2 separate regions of the Zea mays genome follow, and region 2 is linked to region 1. Evidence: chromatin contacts called from public Hi-C data. All regions are on one chromosome and are shown on one strand. The core of a region is the stretch at or near the end of the contact, and the rest is flanking DNA. Distances in the headings are between cores, read along the strand shown.

The links. A called contact is a pair of places that touch in the nucleus more often than the background predicts.
Region 2: a Hi-C map of leaf shows a contact between it and region 1, with 3 times the contacts expected there. The contact joins the promoter of LOC100284438 here to the promoter of LOC100283081 in region 1. A contact is called at or near these places in 2 of 25 Hi-C or Micro-C datasets (both in leaf).

The regions. Positions count from the first base shown.
Region 1 is chr3:200,739,594-200,747,212 of Zm-B73-REFERENCE-NAM-5.0, forward strand. LOC100283081 (cupin, RmlC-type) reads left to right here and starts at 3,246. Exons shown (of 6, transcript NM_001155983.1): 1 at 3,246-3,795; 2 at 7,138-7,377. The coding sequence starts at 7,278. It overlaps LOC103651186 (mucin-5AC-like), which reads right to left and starts at 7,128. Exons shown (of 1, transcript XM_008676802.2): 1 at 4,243-7,128. The coding sequence starts at 6,605. The coding sequence ends at 5,382.
Region 2 is chr3:200,978,637-200,986,255 of Zm-B73-REFERENCE-NAM-5.0, forward strand. LOC100284438 reads left to right here and starts at 3,537. Exons shown (of 13, transcript NR_182104.1): 1 at 3,537-3,826; 2 at 4,892-4,989; 3 at 5,148-5,401; 4 at 5,533-5,684; 5 at 6,875-7,016.

The DNA.
Region 1 (7,619 bases), core at 1,996-4,495:
TTGGCACGCACAATTGATTTGTATAAATACAAGACCTTACCCTTTATATTATTTATAGTTACTGTGAATGAAGTTTTTCGTAGAACAATATCCTCCAACAAGTTCTTTAGTCATATTCCTTTTAGATTTGTAGCTACCTAAAATATGGATGGTAAATTAGCCCTCTAATATGCATATAAATACTCCCCCATCCCATTGATTAAGGTGTGCACATATTTGGAAAATCTTAAATCGTTGACTAAGGCTGACTCTAGCTCTCCTATGTGGATGTGCAGTATGCGAAGTTCGCGGATGCATGCGACTGTGCAAAAAAAAATAGAGCGTTCATAAGTATGTGCATCATCACTACATAGAAGAGAGAAACACATATATACACGTCTGAGTGCTCATTTTATGTGTTCTCGTTCACAATCTGCTGGAAGCATGAACACTTGAATACGATTGTGCATCCACAATCGGGTACACGAACTGCTAGGTATAGCGTAACATTTAGTCAAAAATACATTTTAGTGTATGCATGCTATATATTTGGATTCATACACAAAAGTAACTTAAGAAAACATCATTTTTGTATTTGTTGATGTGAATGTTCAAAAAATTTCTTTAAAGACCATGCCAAAAAAATTATATGCCCTAATCAATGAGATAATGATAGTATAAAAAAATGGATATTGAACCGAGTCAATTTTTTTTTATACAAATAGATATCCAAACGATGATTTCGAGAGTGAGCTTTAGAAAAAAAATAGAAGCGCTCTAGCAAAATTTGCTATCTCATTATCTCTGAGAAAAATACGTATTTAAATAATCACCAAACAGATTATACATGAGCTTATAACGTATAGACATGTTTGGTATTTGACCCTTAGGACACCAACTAATATACTGTCAAATACGTGCACGTGGTACTAATAGACTATTAAAAAATACCACTAGATTCATCAGCTTCAAAAAAATACCAAACATATTTTGAATACATTCACTGTTGTAAACTTAAAAAAAGTATAATGGATGGTGAAAGTCTATAAGTTACTTTATTGCAAGATAAACCTTTAGTATAGAAATTTATTATTTTAAAGATAAGGAGAGTATGGTATAATTAATATATTAATGTTTATTCTGCATCATAAACATAAAAAATCATTCTTCTAAAGATAAAGAGAGTATGGTATAATTAACATAATAATATCTATTTTATATCATAAATACTAGTATCGTTTTCTATATATGTGACTAGAGTCAGAACCGTTTCACTTCTTTAAATATAAGATAAACACATTATTAGCCTATCCCAGTAATTTACTTGTTCTTATTTTAAATTTTAAACTTTACTATAAATAATACAAATATAGTATAAGATAGTATTTTTTATGACTATATTCACGATGTGCTAGCCATAATATTACGATGGAGCTAGTATTCCTGTTGACCGTAAATGCACCAGTGCATCATCCCGATTCGACGAACCGACCCGATGTGCCATGCCAATTGCCAATGCCACGAATGCAGGGTGTTGCCGCTTGGGGCCGAGCGCGCATTTCCCAAGTCCCGCGACCCAATTCAACGAACGAAGCGCGTCCGTTCCTTTCCCTCGATTCTCGATCCCACCTCCTGTCTGTCCTGACCGGCTGACCCCCGACCCCCGGTGACCCAACCACCCCGGTCGCCACCCGAATCCGATGCGGGGACTACACGACGCAGCGCTGCTCGCCGTCCGTTTCCGGCGCGCGGACACCTGTTCGTCTGCGCCCTTCTGCTAGTGCTGCATGTAAAAGCCTATTCTAGCTCGGCATCGTACAGTGCGCTCCACTGAAACCGCCGTCCTATACCGGCCTCAATGCAATGGGTGTGCCGGTGTGGTCCGGCGCCGTACGGTAACGGGAAGGGCGAGGCTAGAGATGGCAACGGGGAATTCCCCGTCGGGTTTTGGCTCCCCATCCCCGTCCCCGCGACGAAAAAACTTCCCCGTGGGGATCCCCACGAACGCTTGCGGGGGACATTTCTTCCCCATCCCCGTTACCCGCGGGGATAAATCCCCATCGGGGATCCCCGTCCCCGCATAAATTATAATTAGATCGTACTTCATTTGTTATTAATGTAAAACATTTTCACTTATACACATTGTTAGATGTAAAAATCATTATGTGTACATTAAAATGAACGTATTTGTACAACTAGTGATCTCTTGGCAAGATAATTATTTATTTTTTATCATTAACTATTATATGAAAACATCGTCACATGTAAGTTTAACGGGTCCCCGCGGGGAACGGGGATGGGGAATGCTTCCCCATCCCCATCCCCGTTTACCCGTCGGGGGAGAAAATTTCCCCGTTTACATCCCCGTGGGGGAAGAAATTTTCCCATCCCCGTTCCCTAATAGAGGAATTCCCCGCGGGGAATCGAGGATCGGGTCCCCATTGCCATCTCTAGGCGAGGCCGATGACTCGTTTTCGTGGGGAGACAGCCGAAACAGACGTGCGGAGAACGAGGCCCGCTCCCGCTGGCTAGGTAGGCGGCAGCCGGCAGGTCGCGCGCTGCTGGGTGCGGTGGCGCGACGAATGCGTTCCAATTGTAAAATGAGCACGGGCGGGTTGTTTTTGTAGTCTTCCCCCAGAGAACAGAACATCGATAGTCTTTGGTTTGGACACATGCATCCCGTGACATGCTGGTCCCACATGTCATAGACTGATTGGCGGTATGGGTGCCACGCCGTACATTTTGTGTCTGCTCGCCTCTCATTGCTGCACAGCGCGAGTGGCTGCAGGCTGCAGCCCTTAGCTGCAAGATTTTACTGCGCCAGGAAGCGGCTGGTCCCACCCGCTGCGCCACTGCGGCCTGCGGGCTCACCGCTCACGTGCCGCAGCCCGCAGCCGCCCTGCCCCGCGTGCGTGCACGGTTCACCCACACTACTCACTACCCCTTCAGCGTACGCGAGGGCCAGGACACGAACAGCGGCTCCTCGCTCCTGAACCTGGTCCGTGCACCACCTCGCAGAATGTCCTGACCAGCACCCTCCCAGACGACCAGCACCTCGCCTACGGAGGACCGCGTGGCCCGCGCCCGGGGTCCGCATGTGATGTCATGTCACCGGCTTGGGCATCGCATGTCGACGGCTAGTACATGGCACTTGGCCTCCGCGACCACGCTGCTGGGCGCGGGGTCCACAGCCCATCACCTAGTACACTCTCCACTCCGTCTCATAAAAAAGATGACGCGCAGCAGCAGAAATTGCTTACAGAAGAGAAATGACCCGTTTCGAGCCAAGGCATCCTCGCGTCTCGCTCTCACCCCTCCTCGGCGCCTCCCCGACCACAGTGTAAAGCCCCTGTCCCTTCCTCCCCGACTCGCCCCTCATGGCGAGGAGGCGCTGCTGATGCCTCGCGGCGTCGGATCGGACGCGGCGGCCACGACACCTAGCCGCTTGCGGTGGCGCTCGCCTACGCGCCCAATCCGCCGACGCTGCTCCTCGGATCCCCCGAGAGATTCAGGCCCCGTCTCGCCTCGTCCTGCCTAGTGCCTAGGTGAGGCTCTGGCCTCCAAAGGTGCGTGGGTGGGATCTGCTGCCTCGGTTTGCGTTATTCCCAAGTGCCCTGCCCATACTCCAACAGCGGTCCAGTCGACTTCCCCAAGTGCTCGACCCCTACAAGGCAGCGCGCGTGCGTCACCTCAACCCCTTGCATGCGCTGGCGCTAACCCTATCTAGGAGACGGAGCGGCGGGCCAGCGGCTACGCGGGCAAAGAGAGGACGAGAGCGTGCAAGAAGAGAAGGCCCGTGTCAGGCGGCGGCTATAGGTATTGGCCTCCCCTGTTCCTCTCCTTGACGTGTCCTTAGATTTGGAGATTGTTCGACAAGGGATTGTGTTTTTGAATTAGAGTATTAGATTAGACTGACGAAGGATGAACGGTTTGTGCGAATAACGAGATCAAACCTTTCGAAATTATGACAGCATTTTTTTGTTCTTCCAGTTCCACTCAATTAATATCATTTGATGCTTATTAGGTCTGAAAACATTGTACTACAGTTTGGCCAGGTTGCCCAGTTATTATAATCAAAATGCAGTGAACGTGTGGTAGTGGATTTTTTTGACATTGATACACTGAATTTGTGTAACAATTGGGAACTCAGTAACTCACTAGTTTTGGGGGTGTGGTCGCTTTGGTCTAATGTGGTCCTGTTGGTATGTCTGATGTTTGATACTTTAATTAAACGCCAGACATGCATGCGACAATAATCTTTGTAATGGTATTTGATCGGAGGTAGAAGTGATGTGATTAATGTTGATGTTTGTGGTGGTGATTGTGTCCTGTGGCCTTGAGATCAATCTTGGTGGGACATTTTAAATGAATGATTGTGCCTTGGCTTATGTGGCAATCAGATGGGGAGCAGTTGTTAACCCATATGTTCATGGAATATCATGTTTCATATATTTTTCTACATGAGGTCTTTTTTCCCCTCATGTATTGTTGTTTGAGATATCAGTAGTTTTATTTTTTGAGCTAGTTTATGTGTTTACAAATTACAATCTGTAGTGATTATGTTTTTTACTGGTGGACTTAGATTAGCATTTTGCATAGGCAGTCATCTGTTAGGGTAAATGTGCTCGATGGCTTTAGCTTTTCGGTATGTCCTCCAAAGGGGAGGATGTCATCAAATTGTAGAGCAACCAAATCTCTGTGTTGCCTACTCTGTTGTAGAATTGAATACATAGCAGCTTCTATTAAGAGTGAATCACATCATAATTTTGTAACTCACCTGATCTTGATGTGTGGTTGTTATGTTTTTACAGTGTATTTAATCTTCATCCATGTTAATATGAAGTCTGCATTTGTTATACTATTCTCAAACTACTCCATCCGTTCCAAATTGTAAGATGTTTTGACTTTTCTAGATTCATAGGTTTTTCTATGCACCTGGACATATAGTTGCTAGGGATCAGGATCTGGTGGGTTGATAGGATTGCAGATCCTGCCATGGACGTGGTGCAACAAGTAAGGATGGGGCGTTGGGGAGGCCAACCACAGGGCTTTGCCCATGGCTGGCAAGAGAGAAGGGATTTCATCCTAATCTCTTGATTACCTTCAATTGATACAATCCTTCTCCTTATGTAGAGAGGGTTACTTGACCTCTAAACACTAGATCTAATCTTATCTCTAATTCTATTCTTATCCCAAACTAGCCTTATCTTTATCTAACCTACCTGTGGGGTGTACTACAATGACGTTGGCACTGTAGCAGGACCTGTTGGGCCCTGACACTACACCCCTCCTGGACAAGCAGGTCGTCCTTGAGTTGCAACCTAACGATGGTGCTAACGATGACTCTGCTAGATACAAACCTAACACCTAAAAATAAGCCTTTTATATCTCGACTTATTTTATTATTCCGATCGCGACTCTTTTTGACCCCTTGAGATGAGACGGACACCTTCCGCGCCCTGGACCTGCACATGTGCAACTACCTGGATCCCATGGACGCCATCTGGACGAAAGGGGAGCACATGGATGGCCCCTTGAAATGTGTCGCAACAATGACCAACGGAGGTACCCTCGTGGCGGCTGGTAGCGAAAAGTGGTGGCGCTAAGTAGTACGCCCTCGCCGATGACAAGGAGGGGAGCGCCTTCCCTACCGCCGCTGCCATAGAATTGGAGTTCATTGCCCGCGGGACACGCACCATGCTCGCACTTGTAGATAGCTGGTCGACGCGGTTGCTGATGGTTGTTCGACTGGGCGAGGTCGTGCCCCCGTGTGCCGAGGTCAACCGCCACCAAGGCTGCCCTGAGCGTCTGCTAGCGCACCTCCTGTAGCCGCGACGCACTAGGAGGCCACGCGCCGCAGACACCTTGCAGGCACTCGCACGCGCAATCGCCTTCCTCTCCACGAGTTGCTGCAAGGTTGTTGGGATGGCTAGGCATTGTCGCTTGAAGATGGGGCACTGTCCTTGCCGACGCGCTAGGAGGCAGCGTGCCGCCACCTGTAGCTGTGTCGTCGATGCCCGGATGCCATCCACGCCCTCGTAGAAGACGTCATCGCAGTGCTGTTGTGGCGACACAAGCATGGAGGCGGTGAGCGACGGGGTCGGTGAAGGAGACGTTGCCATCATGCATTTCGGTGCGGTCGTTGATGAGAGGGCGTACGATGGAATTGGCGATGGCGATGGCGGCATGGAGATGAGGTAATGGGGCAAGTCTCCCTGAGGGATGACTGCGCATGATGTCGCAATCTGTGTTTGCGGCAAAGACATGGTGTACTGGGGTCCCCCCATAGCCATGGTGTATGATGGAATAGGGGAAGGCGAAGGTGGCATGGGCAATAGATTAATGGGCAGGCATGATGCCGCCGGGGCGCTGGTACATGACATGGCATAATATGTCGGCGGCAGTGGATGCTGCTGCGGAGGAAGAAGGGTGGCTACCAATGTTGTCTGTATGGTTGCCACGGATCGCGTGAGCTCATGGACGACTGCTGCCAAGGACTCGAGCGTGAGGGGAGGTGGAGGTGTTGTGGATGAGGATGTGGCGGGTCTGGGCACCGACGGTGTGGAGATTGGCAGCGCGGCGGAGGAGGCTGAGGGCTGGATGGTGGTGGATGGAGGGCCTGACATATCCGATATCAGATTGTTAGGGATCGTCGTGGTGCTACAGTACTGTGGGTGCGTTCACAAGGTGGGGGCTGCGCGGGTTAGAGGGCGACGGCTAGGGTTAGGGGCGCCGGGGATACCAGCCGCAAGGATTTCCTCATGGCCGGCAAGAGAGAAGGGATTTTCTTCTAATCTCTTGCTTACCTTCAATTGATACAATCCCTCTCCTTATATAGAGGGCTACTCCCAAATTAGCCTTATCTTTATCTAACCTACCTGAGGGGAGTGTTACAGTGACGTCGGTACTGTAGAGGACCCTCTTGGGCCCTGACAATAGTATGTCTAAAGACCCGGTAAAAGCTATGAATCTACAAATGTCAAAACACCTTATAATTTGGGTTGGAGGAAGTACATTTTATGTGATTTGTATATCAATCAATCATTTATTAATTATGGCGATATCCATAGAGGTTTTTCTTTGTTTTCTTCATTGTCTTTGCTTTGATGAGACTGTTCTTGGATAATTTCATGGAATGCACTCTTGTTGTTTCGGTAGGTGCAAGGATAGGCAACAAGTGTTCAAAAACACGTCTGTGGATCAATTGACTTGTATTTCAGCCTTTCAGTTGAGGATTAAAGTGGAGGTTTAAGAAGCTTGAGAATTGGCATCATCTCAAGAATACATTGAAGTGCAAGATGCCAAAAATAAAGAGTCTATCTAATGCATGCCGAGTATCATTTTCTCCAGAAGGTCCCATATCTGAAGAGGCGCTTGAGAGAGTCCGTGCACTGTTAGGTGAGTCAAATTTGTTTATATTCTGGAATGATTGGTATTGTTTACAATTGTCTAGTTGTGTTTTTCATAGTGAGCTTGAAATCAAATATTAAATTGTTTATATTTATTTTAATCTTTATTCTGGAATGATATCTTGTTAAATTGAAAGTCAACCTGTTTGTGACCACCATGTTATATTTTTGCTGGTGATTTGTTTCTGGTGAACAAGACAATTCATGATCTTTTCTTTTATATGTTACTTC
Region 2 (7,619 bases), core at 2,287-4,786, 240 kb after region 1:
CCTTGTCGTTGACCACCATTCCCTTTCCCTTAGGATCCATCTCTTCGGGCGGTTAGTCCCTTAGATGAAGAGTACGGCTCTGATACCATTTGAAAGCACCTAGAGGGGGTGAATAGGTGATCCTGTAAAATCAAACACTAAATAGCCACAAACTTGATTATTAAAGCGTTAGTGTGACCAAGTAGCTACGAAGCGAGTTCTTGTGAACAAAACAATCACAGAAAAGCAGCACAAGAGACACGCGATTTTTATCTCGTGGTTTGGCCAAGTAACACTTGCCTACTTCCATGTTGTGGCGTCCCAATGGACGAGGGTTGCACTCAACCCCTTTCAAGTGATCCAATGATCAACTTGAATACCACGGTCTTTTATCTTTTGAGTATCCTTCCCGTTTGCGAGGAATCTCCACAAGTTGGAGCCTCTCGCCCTTACAATACTGATCACAAAGAAAGCACAAGAGTAAGGATGGGAGAGCAACACACGCAAGACTCAAATCCGCAGCACACACACGCACACAAGCCAAGACTTGAGCTCGAAACGTAGCACAGTGAGTTCACAACTCAAACGGAGCTCAAATCACAAACACAATCGATCAAATGTGTGGAGGCGAAGTCTAGATGTCTTAGTATGCTTAGAGAATGCTTGGTGTACTGCTCCATGCGCCTAGGGGTCCCTTTTATATCCTCAAGGCAGCTAGGAGCAGTTGGACATCAATTTGGTAGGCAATTCTTGCCTTCTGTCGAGTGGTGCACCGGACAGTCCGGTGCACCACCGGACAGCTACTGTAGCAGTCCGGTGCGCGATCTCCTTCTATATTGGGCGCTGCCGACCGTTGAGCCTCGGGACCGGTTGGCGCACCGGACACTGTTCGGTGCACACCGGACAGTCCGGTGTGCCCAACCGACCGTTGGCGCGACCACGTGTCGCACGTTGATCGCGCGGCCGACCGTTGGCCGCTGGCGTCGTTGGCTCACCGGACAGTCCGGTTAATTATAGCCACGTCGCCTCTCTATTTTCCCGAGAGCGGCCAGTTGACGTTTGACCAGCATGGGGCACCAGACACTGTCCGGTGCACCACCGGACAGTTTGGTGTGCCAGGCCAGAGCTGGTTTTGGCTGAACTTTGCCAACTCTTCTCCAATTCGAATATTCTTTTCTTAGCACTGTTTATAGCACTTAGATAACCATGTTAGTATACAAAAACAATTCACTAAGTCTAGAAACATACCTTGCTCTTGATTTCACACTTCTTACTCATTTGGCACATAAGAACTCACTCAATATGTGTTGGACATCTAATCACCAAAATACTTATAGAAATGGCCCAAGGGCACATTTGCCTTTCAGGTGCACCGCAAACTAGTTGGAGTTAAGTACTTTTGGGCTTTTCTTCTTTGATTCAATCTGGTTGTCTTCAAGAGTGTTCCTATGACTTAGACAAACATATATAGATACTAGCCAACTAGTCTAAGTCATGGAGCTTGACCTTTTTAAATTCTCTAACTAATATTCCAATATTGGCTCAAACTTAGCTCCAAAATACCAACTTTTGACTATGAGATTTCCAGCTTCTCTAGATTGCTCAAACAAGATCCTAGGGGCATTTAGAACTTATCCAAATGGTTGAACTACGAATAGTTTATCTTTTCTAACATACGCCCTTTATAGTTGGGTTTGAGCTATTTTCTGACTTAGAATCTTCAATTCTTATTCTTATGAACTAGTGATCAATCACTTAGCAAACTAGTTAGTCCAGAGGTTGTGATGGTCATCAAACAACAAAACTAATCTAGAAATGGTTTCGAGCCCATTTCCCTTTCAGGAACAACTCTGCTCTCGAGTATAGGTTGATTTATCATGATTAGTGGCAGTGTTGGGTAAATAACTTTAAACCTTATGTCTGATTTATTTTTAATGATTTCAGAGTAGTAAAAGGGACACTCCACAAATTCCTAGTGTAGCCATCAAAATTCTATGGATGTTTGGCTGGCTTTAGCGAGTTCTTCCTTAGAGTTTTAGTCTAGAGCCACGCCACACACCACCTTAGGGCATGCTTGATAATAAAATTTTAAAATACTATAACTTTAAAATACCATAGTTTACAATTGTATATGACTGAAATACTATTACTTTACCATATTATTGCTTAAACTAAAATTTGTTCGGTTATATTAGAAAACCCAAGTATGTGTAGAGAGAACACGAGAAAACTGAGGTCACTCCAAAATACCATATTTTTGGGTAAACCATGACATTAAATTTTTTGTTTTACCTATACCAACGAAACATATTTTAGCTTTGAATACTACAGTCATCAAATAGCGTAGTATTGCTTCAAAACTAAAAACATACTAAGCTTCTAAACATGCCTTAGTCCTCATGAGCCTCATAATTAATTAAAATAATGAGAAAATAGTTTTCATCGGATTTCCAGAACAAAACTTCTGGTCAAATCATTTAGCCTAAAAAGTTTGAATTGACACACCAGTGACCTGATTCGGTTAGATCTTTCTTCTTCTTTTTCCTATTTTGAATCGGGGCATAGTTCAAATATTATAACAAAAATTTGATCTAAACGCACTAACCACTAATGAATCCAATTGGGTATATTTTTTCAACAAGATAGGTCAAATGGTCTATTATCTTATATTTAGAGCAGTTTTAATGCTGAAAATTATAAGCAATTTTACACCTATTGATTTATATAGACACTATAACTTTAGGGTACAAATAGGTTTCATAAAATTTTATTTTCTTAATGATATGCTTCTTGTTTTAATTATCTAGTATATATTATATCTCTCTATGTCCTGAATATCATAAAAACATGATTTTTTTATTTTAAAACTATTTTTATTATAGTGTCATATCACATTTTTACTTATATAATAAAGTTGGCTCTTAAATGAATCCTTTGTCTCTTTCTCTTTCATCCTTTTGTCTTGATGTCCGTGAAGCACCTAACTCTTGCATGAGAGCCAACTCCCTCTACTTTTTTATGTCTCTCTTCTACATAAGCAAAAATGCCAGGTAAGCATGCTTAGAGCCCATTATTGTACTTGGGCATGTACAACTCAATTAAATGAAGGGTCTCTTGAGAAGTTTCTAGGGGGTTAAGTAAAAATCAAGAGACAGACTCTTCCTGAAGAGCCCGTCTCTACACAGACTCTCTATATATATTGTGTCTTGATTGTATTTATTATCTAAAACTTGGGATTATATCACGTTGTATTTTAGTTGTCTCGGGGTGTTTGAATGCAATAGAGCTAATAGTTAGTGACTAAAATTAGTTGAAACATCCAAACAACCTAGCTAATAGTTCAGCTATTAGCTATTTTTGATAAATTAGTTAATAGTTAGGTAGTTAATTGTTAGCTAGCTAATTTTACTAACATTTTTTAGCCAACTAACTATTAGTTGTAGTACATTCAAACACCCTTTAGAAAACTGTTTCACCGACTCAGCGTTATACATGATTACTGGATACCCTACTAGTTGATGAATATATAAATTCATGGTTGGGATAGGTTGCAAAGCATTTTGGATTCTGTGCCAAAAGAGGGGTTAAAGGAACGAATTCTGATTCCCGTGGACCGACAAGGAGCAGCTGGGAAACGGAGCGCCACAAGCCCACAACTCTCGCGCAGGCTTCTCTCCCATCTCCGCCCTTCCCGAAGCAGCACGGTGCAGGCCGCGGACCCGCGGTTTCTCCACAGAATCCCGCTCCACGCACGTCGCCCCCGTCGCCGGCGAGGCGGCTGTGCTGCTGCGTACTCCCCTGGTTCCAACTCTGAACCGGCCACCCTCTCCTGCTCCGCGACCTCGAGGTATCTCCGTCTCCCAGTGACGCTACTTTTCGCTGTTGCTCCTGCAGGCTGACTGCGTCGGTTTAGCACTTCAGCTTATGGCGTGCTTGCTCTGGATGGTTGGCGCCAACGTGGTTAGCTCATGGCTGTGTTGTTGCGCCGGCGGCGACTCGTTGCTTTGGGGGAATATGTCATCACAAACTGCAATTGTCAGCTGTTCATTGGACGGTGCCGCGGTTGTTAATTGAGACGATTTGGGACGGCTCTAGATGAGCGGTTGCGCGCACCCATTAATAATCGCGAGAACGATGTGCTTGTTTGTTGCGCCGATCATTAGCGTTGTATAGACGCGGGAAGCCGCGAACAAGGCAACGCCAGTAGACTTGACAAAATACTTCCGTGCCACAGTAAGGAAGCACTACGTATTTTTCTGGGTTACGGTTACGGGAGACTACTGAGGAAAAAGTAATCACAGGCGGCTCCTCACACCAATCCCCTTCCTCCATTCCTCTTCCCGTACCCTGGCCTGGCGGGGTCGCGCTTAGCCAGCCGTTGCAGGTCTCCTCCGTTTAAAACAGGGCACCTAGCTGTTTTGGTGAGAAACCCTAGATTGATTGGAGTTGGATGTTCTGGAGTGGCGAGGAACCCTAGATTGATTGGAGTTAGATGGATGCTTGCTCGTTTTGTTAGTTCCTTTACCGTCCCTCAAATCCAAACATTCCTTCCTAGGACTGGCACGGTGCTCCAGTTCATCTAAAGCAATTTGTCTTTTGGGTAATACTGGTTTGTGTTCGTTTTTTCCAAAACTGTCTGGGGTTCAGTTTCAGCTGAACCTGCTGTCCGCACGCCCTTTGTTTGAGACCCCTTTGGATTTATTGTTATAATGAGTTTTGCTTGCCCGGTGTTCAATCAGTGTACCATTGAATTTTTAGCAGAGCACTGATCAAGCGTTTTGTTCCAAGGATTTTTTAATCAGTTCTAATGCCCATAGATTATCTCATACATGTGTTGATTTCTACACATTTTGTATTTCATCTTATAATCAAATCTGGTCTGATTGACTGTTGCCTTTTATTTTCTTTTTAGTAACTTTTTGAGTACCAGTGATGCAAAGGGACACAAGCTCTAGCGATGTTTCTGCTTCTCATGTAGGACGTGTAAGACGTCGCAAACATCCAACTGAGGTTAGTAATTTCTTGTTCCTTTTGCTCTTTATTGCGCTCTGCTCTCTCTCTCTCTCTCTCTCTCTAGATTTCAGCTAATACACTGAAGCATGGTTCAAGCTAGAGCAGCAGCCTGTTTCAGGTGCTCTTTTACGTACTAATCTTGGTCATTTTTTCAGGCTACCACAGATGGGAATAGAGCTAATGGACAGCCATTGCTTGTCAATGATCAGAACAAATATAAATCAATGCTTACCCGTACGTATTCTACAGTATGGATGATTGGAGGCTTTGCCTTTATTATTTATATGGGTCATCTATATATCTGGGCTATGGTGGTTGTGATTCAAATATACATGGCAAGAGAACTTTTCAATTTACTCAGAAAATCCAGTGAAGAGAAACAACTGCCAGGGTTCAGGGTCCTGAATTGGTAAGCAATGGTTCATTTTGATCCTACCAAGTTTAAACAGAAATTTGTCAATTTCACAGCTGCCATGCTTTTCAACAGTATTTTTTTTTTCTGTTGTGACGTTTATGCCCAAGTATTATTTCCTATTGTAGGCACTTCTTTTTCACGGCAATGCTGTACACTTATGGGCGCTTTCTTAGTCGTCAGCTGGTGAATACAGTGACTTCAGATCACTTGCTTTATAAGGTCGTCAGTGGCCTAATTAAGTATCAGATGTTTATCTGCTATTTCCTTTATATTGCAGGTAGGCTCAGTATCCCATGGAACATGCAATAATTTCCTCTAGTAAATATGTTACAAAAACTTCATATTCAATTTGGAATATTCAAAGCGATTCTGTTTTTTCTAGTTTGATCTCGTGTTAAAAGGTCTTATACCCCCCTGTAGGCCATTTTTGTCTTAGTTGTAAGTCATTTTTCTCTAACTTTGACCAAGTTCATGAAAACATACACCAACATCTACAAAGTGAAATTAGTTTTGTAAAATTCATCATGAAATGTTCTTGATATTTCAAGTATTTGGTATTGATGATAATATATTTTTTCTAGAAATTTGTTAAAGTAAGAGAAATTTGACTTAGGACATAACCAAAAAAAACTCGGACGAGGAGGGAAAGACTATCCTCCCGATATTACATTAAGAAGAGACCGAAACATGGTCCCGATCGAGAAAATCTCTTAACTCTGGCCCCCATCACTAGCGGGTCGTCACCGCCCACTCTGCAACGGCCCAATCGGAGGGTGGCACGCATGATGTAACCTGAGAGCGGGTGGGGCACGACGAGGGGAGCCCGAAATTTGCCCCCAAGGGGGATTGAACCCGGGACCTGGAGGTGCTACTCAAAAGCCTTAACCATAGAGGCCCTTTCGTAGGACATAACCAAAACAACCTACATTTTGGAGTGGATGGGGGCAAAATAGACTATATCCTATCCTTTTCTGTCAATAATGTCTAACATATAATAGTCTACTATGCTAGATTTTAGTTCAAGGAATCCCATAATTGCTTCAATGTTTTTTTCCCCGCAAATTGTGCTAGTTATTGTTTGGCCAGTAGTGTTCCACTTTATTTTAATGGGAGAATTCATGGTTGGGCTTTTGTGTTATTCTTCGTATGAACATTAGCGGATGAAAATTTTATTTTCATTAGGTTTGATCATTGGACATATCACCACATTTGGCATGAGTCTGCAAATGTCTGCCTGTATTGTCCCCCTCATACATGCTTGCCTAAGTGACTAAGTGATCATACATGCCTTTGCCTGCCTAAGTGATTACTGTTACATGCATACATACTAGTTATCTTGGAAAGTATCATGAATTTAACTTGATTGCATGTGTTGATAGTCATGATTTAATAGCAGATAACCAGCTTATCATAAATTTCTGGTTCGTACCTAGCAAAAAGTTAGTATTTATGGCTCCTTTGATCCAGGGTTTGTATGGTTTATTTTGACTCTCAAGAAAAAGACATACAAGTATCAGTTCAAACAGTATGCCTGGACACACATGATACTTTTAACAGTTTTTGCACAGTCTGCTTTCACTGTGGCAAACATATTTGAAGGGATATTCTGGTAAGTGATTCGTTCCTTTATGAATAACCTGTTTAGAGTTTCAACATTTTTGGGATATATGGAGTGCTTAGCTATTTTTGTTCAGTTTAGGTTAGACATGTATTGATTTGGTATTTCCACCATCATCAGAAAGCTTCCATGATCCATGTCTTCCGGAAAATGAATCTTGCAATTTTGTCTTTCATCTGCTGTAAACTTGCAGATTCACTAGAATTTGTGGACTTAATTCTGACTTATTTTTTGTACAGCTGTAAAAAGTATAGTAACCTTGAGCCTCTCAATTTGAGAGGAAAGTTTTGCACTTTCATTATCCAACACTATGTGCCTCTTTACATCATTTACAGTCTGCATTTTTTACTTCAGCAACATTGGTACCACGCTCTTGGTTGGCTGTATTGGCCTGTACGAGTTTGTGTGATAGCAAAGGCTTGTAATTACATCCAGCATTTTCTAATTTCATAGCCATATGAGTAAACCGATCAGCTGACTAATCCAATTAATTGACCAGGTCCAGTTAGTTGGTGGCTAGTCGGCTCGTTGAGCAGCCTACTTGCCAACCTGTGTTAAGTAGTTAAGTATTGCTACTAGACTATAGCACCAGTG